3 separate regions of the Gasterosteus aculeatus genome follow, and all the other regions are linked to region 1. A link is a contact called in public Hi-C data. All regions are on one chromosome and are shown on one strand. Each heading gives the region's core, a stretch centred on a gene start, on an enhancer-like site or on the middle of the called end of the contact. The rest is flanking DNA. Distances are from core to core; before and after follow the strand shown. Region 1 holds the start of trip4 (thyroid hormone receptor interactor 4). Region 2 overlaps myo9aa (myosin IXAa). Region 3 overlaps gramd2aa (GRAM domain containing 2Aa).

Region 1 (5,091 bases), core at 1,011-3,510:
GATTTGGGAGAAAAGAAACATAAAGCTGGATATTCTCTGGTTGATGTCACCTCCCTTCATTGATTTTAAAAGCCTTGTTCATTTCTTCATAATTCTCTCACCCTTGACCCAAAAGATCCGCGTGATCCTGCTGAACTGGTGCGCCTGGTTCCTGCGCATGAAGCGCCCGGGTGAGGGGCGTCCGCGCCCGGCCCGTCACGACGAGGCCCCGCAGAACAGCGTGACCGGCGTGACCAGCGTGGATCTCGGTGCCCCAGCTCCCCAATCCACCAACGGAAAATTGCTCTACGTCGGCATCCGGGGCCTGGACAGCATCAAGTACGCCGCCACCTCGCCCGACTCCGGGGTCCTCTGCGCTCGGCTGGCCGGGGGGGCGGGAGAGGATGAGCTGCTCCTGCCCGCGGGTCACGGCTCTCCGGCGGGCAGCGTGGAGCCAGAGCTGGCCAAGATCCTGGAGGAGGTGCGATACATCGCCAAGCGCTTCCGTCACCAAGACGATGACAAGTCGGTGTGCAACGAGTGGAAATTCGCCGCGTCCGTCATCGACAGGCTTTGCCTCCTGGCTTTCTCCCTCTTCACTATCCTCTTCACCATCGGGATCCTCATGTCAGCACCCAACTTTGTGGATGCCGTTTCCAAGGACTTTTCCACTTAAGGTCTTCATCACAAAAAAAGACAGGACACCAATGTCTCCCATCACAGAGTAACCATTTGTAATCTAATGTGGCAGTAAATTGTATACAGTTACTGCGACTTCAGGCAAATTGTATCTACGGCATAAATACTAACAACTAATTTATGCCCATTCGTTGCCTTTTATAATACACAGCCTTGTGGCATATTAAAGGAACATTTTAACATTTAATTCTCTTGTACAATTCTGAAATAACCCAGAAATACTGATACTTTAAAGCATTTTTTAAGTTGGGTAATTTGATAATCTAGTACTAGAATCTACTTGCAATCTACGTGCAGTTGAGTGTGTTATTGTTCATTATAATGCGATTAACAAAATTCTAACAGTCTACTTATTATACAAAAAAATTAGAAGCACATATATCATGTATTAAAATGTGTTTGTTGCATCACATGAACATTTATATCTATGTGATGTTGTAAGTCGCCTTTTCATAAATACAAATTATAAAAGCAAAACCATGTTTGTCGTGTTTGTTATCCCGTCTTGCTCACGTGACTGAGGTCAGAATAGTTTGCTTTTCATGTGAGATGGTTCACATTTTTCTGGTGCCTTAGCAGCTCAGTGGTTACAGAGGATGCAACACGACCTCAACATCTCTGCTTTTATTCCAGTTATGAGACCTGCGTCGCACGTGTCACAGCCTCCTCTCACCCCCATCAGTCGGTCCTTTCAAATAAAGAACGTTGGGTGAATTCCAAAGAAACCGTCTTTGAAAAAAGACAAACATCGCTGCACAGATCTGCACTTTCTATACAAATATACTGTAGATAATCTGCTGCTCCATCCACACATTCTTATTCCGACTATGACCTTGAATTCCACTATCTGATTTTACAGGACATCCAGATAGAGCCAAAAAACCCTCTGGGTAGGTCAAAGACAAAAGTACTCCACTGCAGCTCTGGTAATATTACGCAGAGGGAGATGAGTCATTCAATGGCCTATTCCTTGTTTTTTTGCAAAGACTGAATGAAAAACTGCACTGAACACTAATAAAGTTCCATCAAGTCACAAATCCATATCGAAATGAATTAAATTAAATATCACTTTTCCCCATTCCATTAATACATGTTTGTGTTTAAAGAAGAAGCAATGTTATAATTGAGCCAAGACATTTTCGGAGAAAATCTTTATCTTCATATTTAAATAAGCTTTATATTACTTGCCTGTGTGAGTGTGTAGACACAATGACAGAATGTGTATAACTATCTGAATCTGAAAAGTAACTGAAGCCTTTAGATAAATGTAGTCAAGTAAAAATACAATATTTACCTCCAAAATGCAGCTAGTGGAGTACAAAACGTCATAAAATGGATTTAATCAAGAAAAGTAGAACCAATCAAATATGCATTCATCTTATAACAAGGTTTTCACAAGATTTTTACTTCAGTTGGTTGAAATACAGACCAATTGAGTCGTTTGGTACAGATAACGTTATTGTAAAGTCCAGTCTAAATGCACCTGTATTATTACACTGCACTACAAAGTTGACACCTAGTGACGGATTTGAAAAAAAACACCCAATTTCACACCTTCTCTGGTTAAAAACTAATTGCATTCAATTTCAAGTCTGACAAAACTTGGAGGTGGAAATGTGCATACATTCCTGAAACAAACAAAAAATAGTAGACTTTTGTCAAAGATGCCCTGCAGTTTTGTCTGAACGGCCCCAGACTTTTTTTTTAAGTTGTACTGACGTGACGAGGAACCTTAAAAGACAAACATGCGTTTCATTCCGGAAGGTATTCACTGCGGCCACGTATTGTGTGCATTTGTTATGTCGCCGACTGGAAACACAGTGGTTCCGTTTGACACGCTAATGCTACATTCGGTTCGTGTTTGTGAGTGTCACGTTCTTCCCAGCGGGTAAACATGTCCGAGGCTCTGTTGCAGTGGTGCGTGGACCAGTTACACTACAAGTTCGGGTTGGAAGCATGTGAAGACATCGTCCAGTAAGTAACGCCACAGCTAGTCCACGTTAGCCCAAAATAAAAACTTGACGTCAGACGAAGAGCTAACAGCCAGCCAGCAAGCTAACAGGGAGAAACATTAAAAAAAGATAGCTTGGTAGTTTGGTGCTGCGATGTGTTTCTTTATAAAACATTTTGCCTACGTATCAAATGCTACTCCAACTCGTGTGTTACGTGTACCGCTTTTTATTAAATACAGCTCGCTAGATAAGTTTGGCCCTCCAGCTGTAACGTTAACACCAACGGGGGGGACAGTTTGACAGGTGTATTAACGCTAGCTAACGTTATTTGTGAGCTAACAGTCAGCCTGTGCTTTCATTTCATAACTTGTTAAATGCACTCATTTGAAGTGACAAAATAATACATTTTGAACTATTCAACTTGTGAACTTTAAAATTAATAAATAAAAATAAGACAAGAATAATTCATTCACTAGTAACTGTTTTATCTCAAATTAAATTAATATCTTACAAATCGGTCCAATTTAAGACTCCTTTTGGAGTTTTTTTTTTCTACATTCACTTTGACAAAAACTGTTTGGATAAAGCAGTGATTTTGCTGTTCTGCTGTCTAGATACATTCTATCCATCGAAAATGCTGAAGAGATAGAAGAGTATGTGGGAGACCTCCTGCAGGGCACCGATGGGAGGAAAGGACAGTTCATCAATGAGTTCCTCAGCAGGTGGAAGAGGACTAAAACACAGGCTCCAGATACCTCAGGTGTTTTCCTTCTGAAGGAATCGACTTCATCAGCAGGTAGGCTGTGTGATAAACATCAGACTTTCTTTTTTCATTTAATCTGCACATGAAGGTACCTTCCAGCCATTAACAATCTGCAATAAAACTACCATGGAAACTACTTGACTAAACATTGGAAACAAATACAAATTCTAGTGGTTAAATGTGGAAATTTAATTACAGAGGTATCAAATTGGTTTCAATGCCCTACCCACGTTGACGGAAATTCGCGCTGTTTTCCCAGAGTCACAAGACGTGACCAAAGACGGTCAGAAGAAGTCAAAACGCAAGGGCCGTAACAAACAGGATGTGCTGACTGTGAGCCCAGCGGAGCCCGAGCCAGAGGCAGTCAAAACCCCCATTGATCTGATGAGGGTGCGTAAACATCAGCCCTCAACTTTTGTTCTGCAATCACTTATAAGTAATTTCACATTTTTAATTCTCATTGTTTTAGTAAAACAATGAAAAATCCCATGAAGTATATTTATAAATGATCCACTCCATTTTTAGAGTTCGGCTAGTTTGTTTACCTCATCTATGTATTGCCTCTGTTCTTGATTGCTGTCTTCATTTTTTTTCTACTTTCTCAGGCCCAAGAAAACAGCAGTTCTTCTTCAACAAAGAAGAAAAGTAAGTTCGTTAATATCTATGCTAAAGAAGGACAAGACAAGCTGTCCATCTTACTCCCGGGTAGACATTCCTGTGACTGCCTTGCCCAAAAGCACAAGCTTATAAACAACTGCATCAGCTGTGGCCGCATCGTATGTGAGCAGGAGGGCTCAGGGCCCTGCCTCTTCTGTAAAAATCTGGTACGTAAGAGTTTTGAGTGCTTGGATTACTTCATATTTTAATCCACTTTGTGTGCTGACAATGCTTATTTTCTAAAATATTTATTATTTACTCACAGATTTTTTTTTTTTTTTTTTTTTGATTCAGGTGTGCACAAGAGAGGAGCAGGAGATCCTGCAACGCGACTCCAACAAAAGCCAGAAACTACGAAAGAAGCTTATGGGAGGTGAGAGTCAAAACAAGTCAGAATTACACTCTCATCCATAGTGAAGTGGAATTGGTAATGTGTGAATTTGTTTTGGTTTTGGTGACAGACGGTGGAGAAAGAGATTATCTCCCAAGCCAAGAGGCCAAGATTAAGGCTGGTTTGGAGAAGGCTGTGCAGCACAAAGAGAAACTGCTGGAATACGACAAGAATAGGTACCACAAAACACACTAGTCAAGATAAGAGCTGCTCACCAATGGATAGATTTACTGCTGTGTGCCTTTAATAGGACATTTGGATTATTGCAGAAGGCAAGCTTGAAACTGATAAAACTTACCTCTTTCTTTACCACCTCCTCAAACTCCAGTGTCAGGAGAACGCAGGTTCTGGATGATGAGGCGGATTACTTTGCCACTGAATCCAATCAGTGGTTGTCCCCAGATGAGCGAGAAAGGTTGAGGAAACAGGAAGCGGAGCTGAGAGAGCTTCGCCATGCCTCCCGCAAAGACAGGAAGATCACGTTGGACTTCGCTGGCAGGGAAGTGATAGACGAGGGGAACAACCTCAACGAGTACTACAACAAGTAAGAAAATTGCACTCCCCTCGAATCAAGGCCGCAACGGCAGTGTTTTGTCGTTTAATGCCATTTGAATCGCTTGCTGTTTAGGTTGGATGAGACCCTCATGGCT
Region 2 (5,091 bases), core at 1,716-4,215, 210 kb after region 1:
CCACTAAAATAAAACTTTACATTAACTTCATTGTATTTATTCATTACGATTACAACATGTATTCATGAGAAAGTATCTTGTAACTCCTAAACTCAAGTAAGGTTTCGTGTTATTGCCCCGAAGGAGTTCTCCGAGCCTCGGCTGGAACGGGCGCCCGGGCCGGAGGAGCCGCTCGCCGGCGGAGGGAGACGGCATCTTCGTCAACTCTGCCAGCAGCAAACTCCTGGAGCGGGCCCACGACATCCTGATGTCAGTTCTATCTCCTCCTGTTTCTCTTTGAGCTTCTGTCACCGAAACGCAGCGCCGCGTGACTCTGCTGGTCAGCGCCGCGTACGTCGAGGCCCCCGAGGCGTCCGCCAAACTGAGCGAGCACAGGTCGGCCTCGGTGTCAGGAAACATCTGCGCCGCCTTGTCTCCCGCAGTGATCGCAGCCGCATTCCCACCAGCTGCTCACTGCGGCCGACCCCGACCTCTGACCTCCCTCCGGAGGGGAGAACGTAGTCCCACTTTTATTGGCCGCAGTATGAGCCGCTTGGGAAGAATTTCTTTTGCAATTTTAATTCAGCGCTTTGTTGACCCTTTTACTTCAAAGTATCTTTCTCACCGGATTTCCAAAACAAAAAGACGTATATTCACCTGCTGTTCTCTTCATTTTTCACAACCAGGAGGAACAAAACCTACAAATCTAAGCCCGTTCTTCCGAAGGTACGGTCGGGGACGTCTTTAATTCGCCTCCATGAGTTTTCCACGTGGCGTTGCGCTATCCGCTGACTCTGACCTCTCACCCGCAGCATCTACTGAACGTCAAGTCCCTGAAGTACCTCAGCAACCTGACGCTTCACGACCGCATCACCAAGTCGCTGCTTCACCTGCACAAGAAGAAGAAACCGCCCAGTATCAGCGCCCAGTTCCAGGTCAGACGCACACACGCACACACACACACACACACACACACACACACACAGCAGTACGGCGCCGTTCGCTGCTCTCAAAGCAATGAGATCAGCCCGAGAATCTCCCTCCAGCTGTGAATACGCTAAAAACAAAGTGGGTGCTTTCACAGATTACCCTCCGTCTCTGCGCCTGTCTCACCCACACACACACACACACACACACACACACACACACACACACACACACACACACACACACACACACACACACACACACACACACACACACACACACACACACACACACACAGGGTTTAAGTGTCTGACATCATGTCTGGGAATTTAAGACCAAAAAAGTAAATGTTTCATGAAAAAAAATGTTGGTGACAAAGTATAATGTTTTCCTTTTGTACTGCACGTTTCCCTCATGTTCTCCTAGTGGCAGATGAGACCCAAGAATAAAGTAAAAAGGCCCGTTCAAAGTCTGTTTGACTCTGTTTTTAGCGTTTTACAGAAGACTATTGTCTTCCTCTGGACCTGAAATACATTGATATAACTGGCCTCTACATTTAGCATTCGGAATAGCATAGAAAACCCCCACGTTACTTTCCTTCTGCTCTGACTGAGTTCCGCGGCCCCTCTGGCCTCCGTGTGTGTGTGTGTGTGTGTGTGTGTGTGGATGACTTCACTTCCCACATCCTGTGCTCCGCTGATTGCTTTAATCTCCCATGGAGGATGAGGAAGAGGAGGAGGAGGAGCAGACTGAATACCTCCTGCCTTCCACTGAATCATCACACACGCTGCTGACATACATGTGCATTTGTTTATGCACACACACACACACGCAATGATTGCTTGCAGAACCACATGCTTACATGGACATATTTCTCGTATTTATGATCCCGGGCAGCGACTTGAATGTTGCAGCCAAGAGATTTACTGGATGTTCCGAGCAGTTATTCACGTCTGATTTTGACTTCTGCCTGCGAAAACCAAAACCACGACGGAGCCACGCAAGCAGAGCGCTCCTCTTTGCGTCGAATCTAACGTCCGCTCGGTCTCTCGTCTCTCCCCCAGGCCTCCCTCAATAAGCTGATGGAGACTCTGGGTCAGTCCGAGCCCTATTTCGTCAAGTGCATCCGTTCCAACGCTGACAAGGTACCGCGTGCTCGCTCCGGACTGCTGTTCACCAAGCATTTTTCGTTTCCTTTTGTTAGAGTTTGAACATTTCCCTCCCCTCCGTGACCTCTGCCATGTGTCCTTTTCCCCGTTTCCCCTCTCTCTCTCTCCCAGCTGCCCTTAAGGTTCAATGACGACCTGGTGCTGAGGCAGCTGCGCTACACCGGCATGCTGGAGACGGTGCGCATCCGACTGTCGGGCTACAACATCAAGTACAGCTTCAAGGTAACACGCACCAGGAAAACAAATCATTTTAAAGCGAATGCAGTGCGCGCAGTAATTCAGTTAGGCGGCAAGGCGAGGTGTCTTAACCACATTGGCTCCCCTCGCGATGATGTCATCCCCCGCGATAAAGAGCCGCATGACTAATGACGGCGATCCAGTTTTAATGCAGGCTGGAAGCGAGTCTTTGGACGGAGGGCGCTTGGGAGTGGCTCACATCTCTTCCATTAGTTTCCATTCCGTGGTTCCTGAATGCCCATTTTGTGTCATTTGTGCAGATCACGTTTTTTAAGCGTGGACACGCCTTCTCATTCAATGGATTTTCTTTATTTCTACATTCTAGATTAATACGGAAGACATCAAAACTGTGAAGTAACATGAAGGTTTATGTGGATTCAAAAAAAGCTCAATGAATAACTTTATATTTTAGCCTACCTTTGCCCTGATGACGGCTTTGCACACTCTACACACTTTACGTTCTTTAAATGATCTTCATGAGGTCACCTGGCCACTCGTTGGCTGCTCCACCCTCGCTCCGCGGTCCAACTCACCCCGGACCGTCTTCCCCCCCCACACCCACCCCAAACACATTTAGTGCTGCGGTCAGCACTAATGACAAATATCTCGGGCATGGTATCACTGTGGAGGAGTCTGCTGCTTCCAGCCTCTTCGGGACAGAGCCTCTCCATTGTGCTTGGCTCTCTGAAGCACTCCCCATGCTTGTAATTGTATAAACACAGCATCTGTTTCCCTCCCCGCCCCCCTGCAGCCCCGAGTGTATTGAATTCAGACAATGGGGCTCAGTCTGAAGAGTGGGAGTTCAGCATATTTATGTCATGATGTTCAAACCCCTGCAAATATGGACTTCTAGCTGAAACCACATGGGCCTCGCCGGAGTTTTTTATTTCACTTTCAGCCCCTCCCGAATTGTCCTGCCCCGCTGGGGGGAGAAACTTCAGCACAGATGGTAAAATCTTGGCCATTTATTAGAAATATGCCAAAGCTGTATCATCTAAAAAAGGAACTAGAAAATAGCTGGAGTATATTTCTAATAAATTGCAATCTATCATCCATATATTACACATACTAGTTTAAACACTAGATCTATAATTACCTGTTGTTGTTGTTATTATTATTATTACTTTTAACCTCTTGGCACAGAAACAAACATTACACAATGTTGGCCTGCTCTGTTCTTCATATTAGACACATTTCATATCTTAAAGTTACATTGTTAAAGATATATTGTTATAGTTTTCCTGGGCCCTTAGACTGAGAACAGAAACCGGTATTTGCTCTTTTCAGCCTGTTTGAACTTCACTTATTTATATATAGACATAATATCATGATATTTCAACACCAAGTAAATGCAGTGTGGTGGTAGTAGTAGTAGTATCAGTAGTATGCTTTCATAAATATTAATAAAATCTAACAGAGAAATATTGTTTTATAGATATATATATATTTCTACTTTCTGGTGTAGCAGCAAGAAAGATTTTTTAAAATTTTTTAAGTGTAGCTGCTTGTTTGCTTTCCATTTGATGTTGCAGCTCGTGACTCTTTATCTTTCTGCTCGTGGAACCACAATCCATGAAATGTGGAAACACACTCAGGACACTGAAGGATAACACGCACGCTTCTCATTAACACCTGTCCATCGTGTCTTCCTGATAGGATTTTATCCATCACTTCAGTGTGTTGCTCCCGGAGCGCGCCAGGGCCACCAGAGACGGCATCCAGCAGAGCCTGGACCAGCTGGACCTCCAAGCAGATGGGTACCAAGTGGGAAAGACGATGGTATTTACCCTCCGCCCTGCTTCCTCCACGCACAAACAAATACAGCTCAGCGTGAAGCGGCATGTGCTGTTAATATGCTATCGATATATATATCTAAATATATCCATTGTACAAATAATATAGGTATATGTGTTTGTGTACATATTTATATAGATATATATTATATGCATGTATGTGTACAGGGTGCATTGTGTTGAATAGATTCACTTTGTAAATTGTAAAAGTCGAGCTCTTCAGTGCTGAAAAGAAAATGTTTAGGCTCATTATACTGGATGGTATTATTAGTTCTATGTCATGTTAAATTGCACGTTGAGGCAGTTAGGAATCCAGAAAATGTCGGTCCACGACCCGAAAATGATTTACTAAAGATAATGTGGGGTTCATATTGTGCAGGTTCATTAAACCGCTGCCTCTCAATGGAACTATAAATAGGCTCTGAGACATGGGGAAGGCTTGGTGTTGAGGAGAAACTCATATTACCTGAAGCTTCCTCCCTCGGGAATAAAAGGACGTAATGAGGCCAGTGCCCCATACTTGGTCTCCGTTGGTAGGAATGAGTCATGATGATGTGGGGGGTCGGGAGGGGGTCCTCGTCTCTGGGATGCTGTCTATATAATTAGAGGATCATACCTGACATAGTTGTGGCCGTGTATCTGGCCAGAGGTCTCTGAGCTTTGTGTGTGAGTAGTAAGTTGGTGCATCTCATTAACAACGCCTTCTTCATTAAGTGTGCGTGCGTGTGTGTGTGCACGCGTGTGTGTGTGTGTGTGTGTGTGCGCGCGTTGCCCTGCACTGACTCCATCGTGGTCCCTCCCCTCAGGTGTTCCTCCGGGAGGCTGAGCGCCAGCGGCTCCAGGCCGTCCTCCACGCCGAGGTGCTCAGACGCATCGTTGCGCTGCAGCGGCGGTTCAGAGCGCTGCTGGAGAGGAAGCAGTTTGTGAGAATGAGAGAAGCAGCGACCTGCATCCAGGTACGGCCCACGCGTTTTAAAGTTTAAAGG
Region 3 (5,091 bases), core at 1,432-3,931, 140 kb after region 1:
CGAGCTTGTGTAATGCGCATCACATTGCAGTACGGACGTTCTCACTCGTGTTTATGAGGTAAAGAGTTCACGGCTCCTGTCTGGAACAACCAGGTCCGGCCTTGTTTGTCATTTCTCAGCTCATTCTACGTCAGCAGAGATACAACAGGACACGCGGCTCAGACGCCCGTGGATACATTCAAAAGGTGCGGTGATGTTTATCCAGGTCAGAGGGATATTTGTGCCGGCTTTTCCCCCCTCGAGCTGTCGCTCTTAGTTTTTCATGAAAGAATAGACCGCAGCAGAAATGCAATGAGAGCGATATCCTCTCTGTGACCCAGATTATGAATCCCTCGAGTGTTTTGCTCCAAATTAGTTCCAGAAAATGTGGACTCTTTCCCAGAAATGCCACTGTGTAGTTCTATGCACCTGAGTACGCGCCTCAATGCAACGATTGCATACTCACAACAGGAGCAGGCAGTTCCAAAGTGCTGTTTCATTCTGTGCATAAAATGAGGTGATAAACGACTAACATCAAAAACAGGCCGACACGTGAAATAGAGAATCTTCTATTTATCTATCATCTATTTCTTAATTCAGTTTCCAGCTCAGGGCTCGTTAAGGTTTAATATCATGTCTCATCTAATCTCATTTTAGTATACAGCTTATCTGTGTTGTTCATTACACCTCCAACTGCATCAACACACATTTGAGAGAATCGCTCACAAATGAGCTGCTGTAATCCTTTCTGTGTGTCAAGGGACTATTTCAAGCTGTAAGCAGCATTATTAACAGAATGTTAACAGGCTTTCGGCATCACTGTTTGTCTCTTTTATGTCCTCAGTATGTCTTTGTATCTCTGCTATCAAGAGACAGTGTCTACGACGTCCTGCGCAGGATCTGCACACACCTTCAGGTCAGAGGGGTCGGATATTATCGCATGCGTACTCTCGATTTATTCCATGTATCGTGTGGTGTGAGTCCAAGTTGATGAGGTTGTTTCCTTTTTCTTCAGGTCAACGGGAAAAGTCTGAGCTTGAAGCAGTTCATGGAGGAGCCGACGTTATCGCTGGTCAGTCTTCATACAATTAGAAAGATGCAAGTGGGTGTCAACACCTCCTAATATTTAATGATTCCAATGTGCTTTCCCTATTGGTCTAAAGGCCTCCGACAACGTTCCCTAATTACACGAACATCCGACTCACATTCCTACACAGACATTTTGTTACAGCTGCGTTCGCCCGGTGAATAATCCCTCGAGTCGACAAGATTCTATCAAAGTGAAGTCACCGTGTGTGTGTGTGTGTGTGTGTGTGTGTGTGTGTGCACACACACTAGAGGCCACTGCATCACAGAACAGCGTTTGTATTGAGATGTTTTAAGTTGTCGTCTAAACTGAAAATGTTTAAAGAAAAAAGGGCTCGTGGAAGCTTTTGTCGAGCTTTGATACTTTAACACGGAAAATGTTAAGATGCTTGAATTGATTTGTAATCAGAAGTTGTAGAAATTGAGATTTGGTGACCTTGCTGAATATCTCTTCCCGTTGTTGCTTATCGAAGCTTTAACCGACAGATAGCAGTCAGCTATTTATGCTAATAAATAATTTACTATCGCTTGGTTAAGTCATTAACTGAAGCAGATTTTGGGTGGGAAAGTTGTGTAACAAAATGTGTTCATTAACATTCATAACTACACTTTCTCATGAATTACTATTTCTTTTCTTTTTTTTCACAAATAGCAAGGATGAAAGACGGCGCCATAGTTGTTCCCTTGAATGGTTATAACGCATTTATAGCATCACCTTCGTGGTGTGGAAATAGCTCGTTTCAGGGTTTCACTCCCATGTAGTGTTCACAAAACCAAAATATGATTGAAGTCTAGAAAGAAAAAAAAGCCAAACTGTCTGTTATGCAGTTATATCGCTGCGAGTCAGTAGTCATCTCCATCCTCCGCTCTCCTCTGTGCCACAGGACGAGTTCCCAGCTCCAGACGAGTTCCCGGTGGTCGACGAGTTCCCGTCGGTGTTGAAGTGGAGGAGGAAACCCTCCGTGGTGTCCGTGTCCTCCTCCCTCCCCGACCTCCTGGGCAACTCCACCAGCAGCCTGAGCGCCGCCGACGCGCCCTTCAAACCAGAGCAGCCGCTGGAAGGTGACGCGAGGCGGGGTGCTATTCCTCCGTGCTCCGAGCTTTCAACTCATCCTGCAGGGATCAGTTAATAATCAATAACGCATTGAGAGGGAAAGCCGCCTGCAGCCTTTTAGTTCTCGTCCAACAAAATGTAATTAAGTTGCTTTGCCAGCGACAGATTGGCTATTAATCTTAAGAACACGGACAGCCGTTATGTGGTCAATGTGTACGGGGGGACGAGGAAGTCTGTCCACTCAATAATGAGAAGTAATAGTGAGTCAGAGGAAAGACTCTTCAAATTGACTTTTCCTCTATAGGATACCCTGGATGCACGTGTGTGTGTGTGTGTGTGTGTGTGTGTGTGTGTGTGTGCGCGAGCTAGCGCCCTTTAAGCTTTTTGGGTGAATTTCTGCGTGTGTGAGCGTGAAAGAAGAGTAATTGCTTCTGGATGGCAACGTCTCTCTTATGCAACGACACACAAAGCTCCAAATGGAGATTAAACGGTGCAGCGGTTTGTATCAGAAAGCTTTGGGCGCTTCAGATTAAGGGGAGATGATCACAAACAATGTCCACGTTATCCGAGGACAGTTGACCGTCCGTTTCTCAACACTGACCTACATTAATGTTCTCTGCTGTCCAGCACGTGATCGTGCACGTTAGCATCGCGGCTGTGGAGAGCTGGCAGATGATGTCACTGCAAGATGTAGAACGAAGCATATTTGATTGAATGAATCACACAAAAAGAGATTCAGGCTGTGATGATAAATCACTAAATGATTGATGATTGAGATGAGCCCTTCCTCCATGCAATACCTTAAATGAACACTAAATGAAAAACTACATAACTCTTTATTTATTGTTTAACTCAACAGGCAAAAACTATGTTTTCTCGTTGTATCATTTCTTACTTTCTCTATTTATTTATATATAAATTGGTTGGTTTGTCCTCAAACTCTTGGTTGAGATGTTTGCCCTGTGACAACAACAAGGTTATATAACAGCTCCCAGTGTTGATTATTTTTATTTAATTCCACACTGACATTTTCTATCTACGACCAGAATTTAAAAATTACTTTTTTTTTGTGTTTTGTTTTCGGGCTGTAAAGTTCATATTGTTGCTCTAACAGGTGGGCCGGCACTGTTGAAAGTGAAGCATGTAGCGCAGTCAGGCCATGTACTGTTGATGGGTTAATGTTATAGTGTGTGTGTGTGTGTGTTTTACAGAGCGAGCTCTGCAAACAGACAGAGGTCTTTTATCAGAGCCAGAACTGGGCCAGATGGAGTACCAGCTGCTCAAGTTCTTCACCCTACTGTGAGTATACAGAGCGACACACCGACACCACCGTCACCTCCTCCGACAGCTGACTCACACACACACACACGATTTATGCATTAACATGGAGGCATAAATCGTGGCCAATTCACTCTGTCAAACCGAACCCGGGGGGATCCGACCTCTGATGAGAACAAACTTAATTATTAAGATTCAGTGCGGAGCGTCAAATAAGTTGCCTGTGCCCTCGTTGCTCCACCGGCTCGGTGGCGTAGCGGCGATCAGAGACCCGTCCTTCGCCTGGTGGTCGTGAGGCCTTCGCACCTTCAGAGAGCAGGTGATCCCCTCTCTGCTCCTGGAGGTTTGGACTGAAAAGTAAAGATGAAACAGAAAGAAACATGTTTCCTTCACTCCACGAACGACTGTGAAGCAGTGGCCACATTTAACATCTCTGGAACTTTGTTTTGATGCTTAGTAAAAGTTCAGCAGGAATAGAAAGCACACTTGATTTGCCAAAGTCTGACGGAGTTGACGGGAAGTGAAACGTTGCCTCCCAGTGTTCATCGGTTCACATTACAGCTGTGTAGCTTTTGTACGTCCTTCCCCTGATGTGTGTGTGTGTGTGTCTGGTCTTCTTCCTTCAGCATCATCCTCCTCATCCTCTCATCCTGCTATCTGGCCTTTCGCGTGTGCAGCCTGGAGCAGCAGATGTCCTTCCTCAGCAACCCAAATCTGCCCCTGAGGGAAAGGTAACGGGAATGAAATGAAAGCTTGGATTCAGTCATAAGAGACTGAATGAACCGCGTGTGTGAGACCGGCAGAGTTGTGTTTATCCTCGTTATTGATCAGGAACAATACCGGTAAATACTATGATCCGTGTAAGACGTCATTTAACGGTCTAACCTGCCCTCCTCTCGTCCAGGTAACCGCTGCTCTCGGCTGCGACACTGTAGATCGGCGGCTGTTTTCTCTTCTGGCGCTTTGAGCCGACGATGGCCTCCTGCACAGATCCGGGACCAGCGTCGGAGCCCAGAGAAGATCATCCCAGATGAAAGGACCTCCTTCGTAGTGATCACTTCCAGGCTATGCAAACAGACTGTCTATTTATTTCTGAATTTAAAGTAGCTTTTACTGTAGCTTCTGATTTGTCTACCATTGCCTTTTCCTCTCACGGACATTTCCTCTTTTAACGAACGAATCTCTAAGCATGAGAGTAGAGAGCAGATCGCAGATGAAGCTGCTGCTTGTGACGTTTAGGAGTATTGGTTGGAAGTAAAGGCGAGGATGGAAAGTTAAACACATTAATTACTTGAAAAGACGGATAGAAGAGATATTTCAGGGGGATCTGCGGGGTTCGTATCCAACATGTTCTCGAGTAGTTGACTGAACCAAATGTTTGTTTGTCTCTCTGGTGAGCTCTTGCAGAACAGCACACAGTAGACTGTTAAAGCAAACTACAACAAAATGCACTTTTTAAAACACATGTCCACAACAACTGTTTTAAGAGATTCGATCTCTTTTATTCTTGATAATTGGTACTCGGTTGTCATTTTTAAGGGTTTTTATGGAAAGAAGTGATGCTATGACGACAGATAAACGACAGATTAAAGTTACCTGCCATTTAAATGTAATACACTGAAGTGATAACACCACTTGTTATCTTTAATGTGAAGGAGATGATCCAGTGACATGCATCGTTTCTCTTTTAGTTA

What was found. A called contact is a pair of places that touch in the nucleus more often than the background predicts.
Region 2: a Hi-C map of skeletal muscle shows a contact between it and region 1, with 3 times the contacts expected there. The contact joins the enhancer-like site here to the promoter of trip4 in region 1. A contact is called at or near these places in 4 of 6 Hi-C or Micro-C datasets (liver, skeletal muscle, tail fin and 1 more).
Region 3: a contact with region 1 is called in a Hi-C map of skeletal muscle, with 8 times the contacts expected there. The contact joins the enhancer-like site here to the promoter of trip4 in region 1. A contact is called at or near these places in 2 of 6 Hi-C or Micro-C datasets (skeletal muscle and whole body).

What each region holds. Positions count from the first base shown.
Region 1 is chr12:20,802,018-20,807,108 of fGasAcu3.hap1.1, forward strand. It overlaps trip4 (thyroid hormone receptor interactor 4), which reads left to right and starts at 2,261. Exons shown (of 13, transcript XM_040164780.2): 1 at 2,261-2,652; 2 at 3,245-3,426; 3 at 3,653-3,783; 4 at 3,999-4,217; 5 at 4,345-4,423; 6 at 4,512-4,617; 7 at 4,770-4,985; 8 at 5,070-5,091. The coding sequence starts at 2,573. It overlaps chrna7a (cholinergic receptor, nicotinic, alpha 7a (neuronal)), which reads left to right. Exons shown (of 10, transcript XM_040197097.2): 10 at 116-1,155. The coding sequence ends at 655.
Region 2 is chr12:21,006,531-21,011,621 of fGasAcu3.hap1.1, forward strand. It overlaps myo9aa (myosin IXAa), which reads left to right. Exons shown (of 43, transcript XM_078085693.1): 17 at 124-249; 18 at 666-705; 19 at 792-914; 20 at 1,971-2,051; 21 at 2,187-2,297; 22 at 3,969-4,091; 23 at 4,912-5,061. Among protein-coding and RNA genes, the nearest start is that of scamp2l, 17 kb to the right of the region's middle. Within about 2 kb of position 2,966, at least 1 of the 9 cell types and tissues checked has open chromatin away from gene starts, as enhancers often do.
Region 3 is chr12:20,942,275-20,947,365 of fGasAcu3.hap1.1, forward strand. gramd2aa (GRAM domain containing 2Aa) reads left to right here. Exons shown (of 12, transcript XM_040163983.2): 7 at 824-895; 8 at 995-1,051; 9 at 1,950-2,127; 10 at 3,331-3,418; 11 at 4,024-4,128; 12 at 4,302-5,091. The coding sequence ends at 4,305. Among protein-coding and RNA genes, the nearest start is that of senp8, 10 kb to the right of the region's middle. Within about 2 kb of position 2,682, at least 1 of the 9 cell types and tissues checked has open chromatin away from gene starts, as enhancers often do.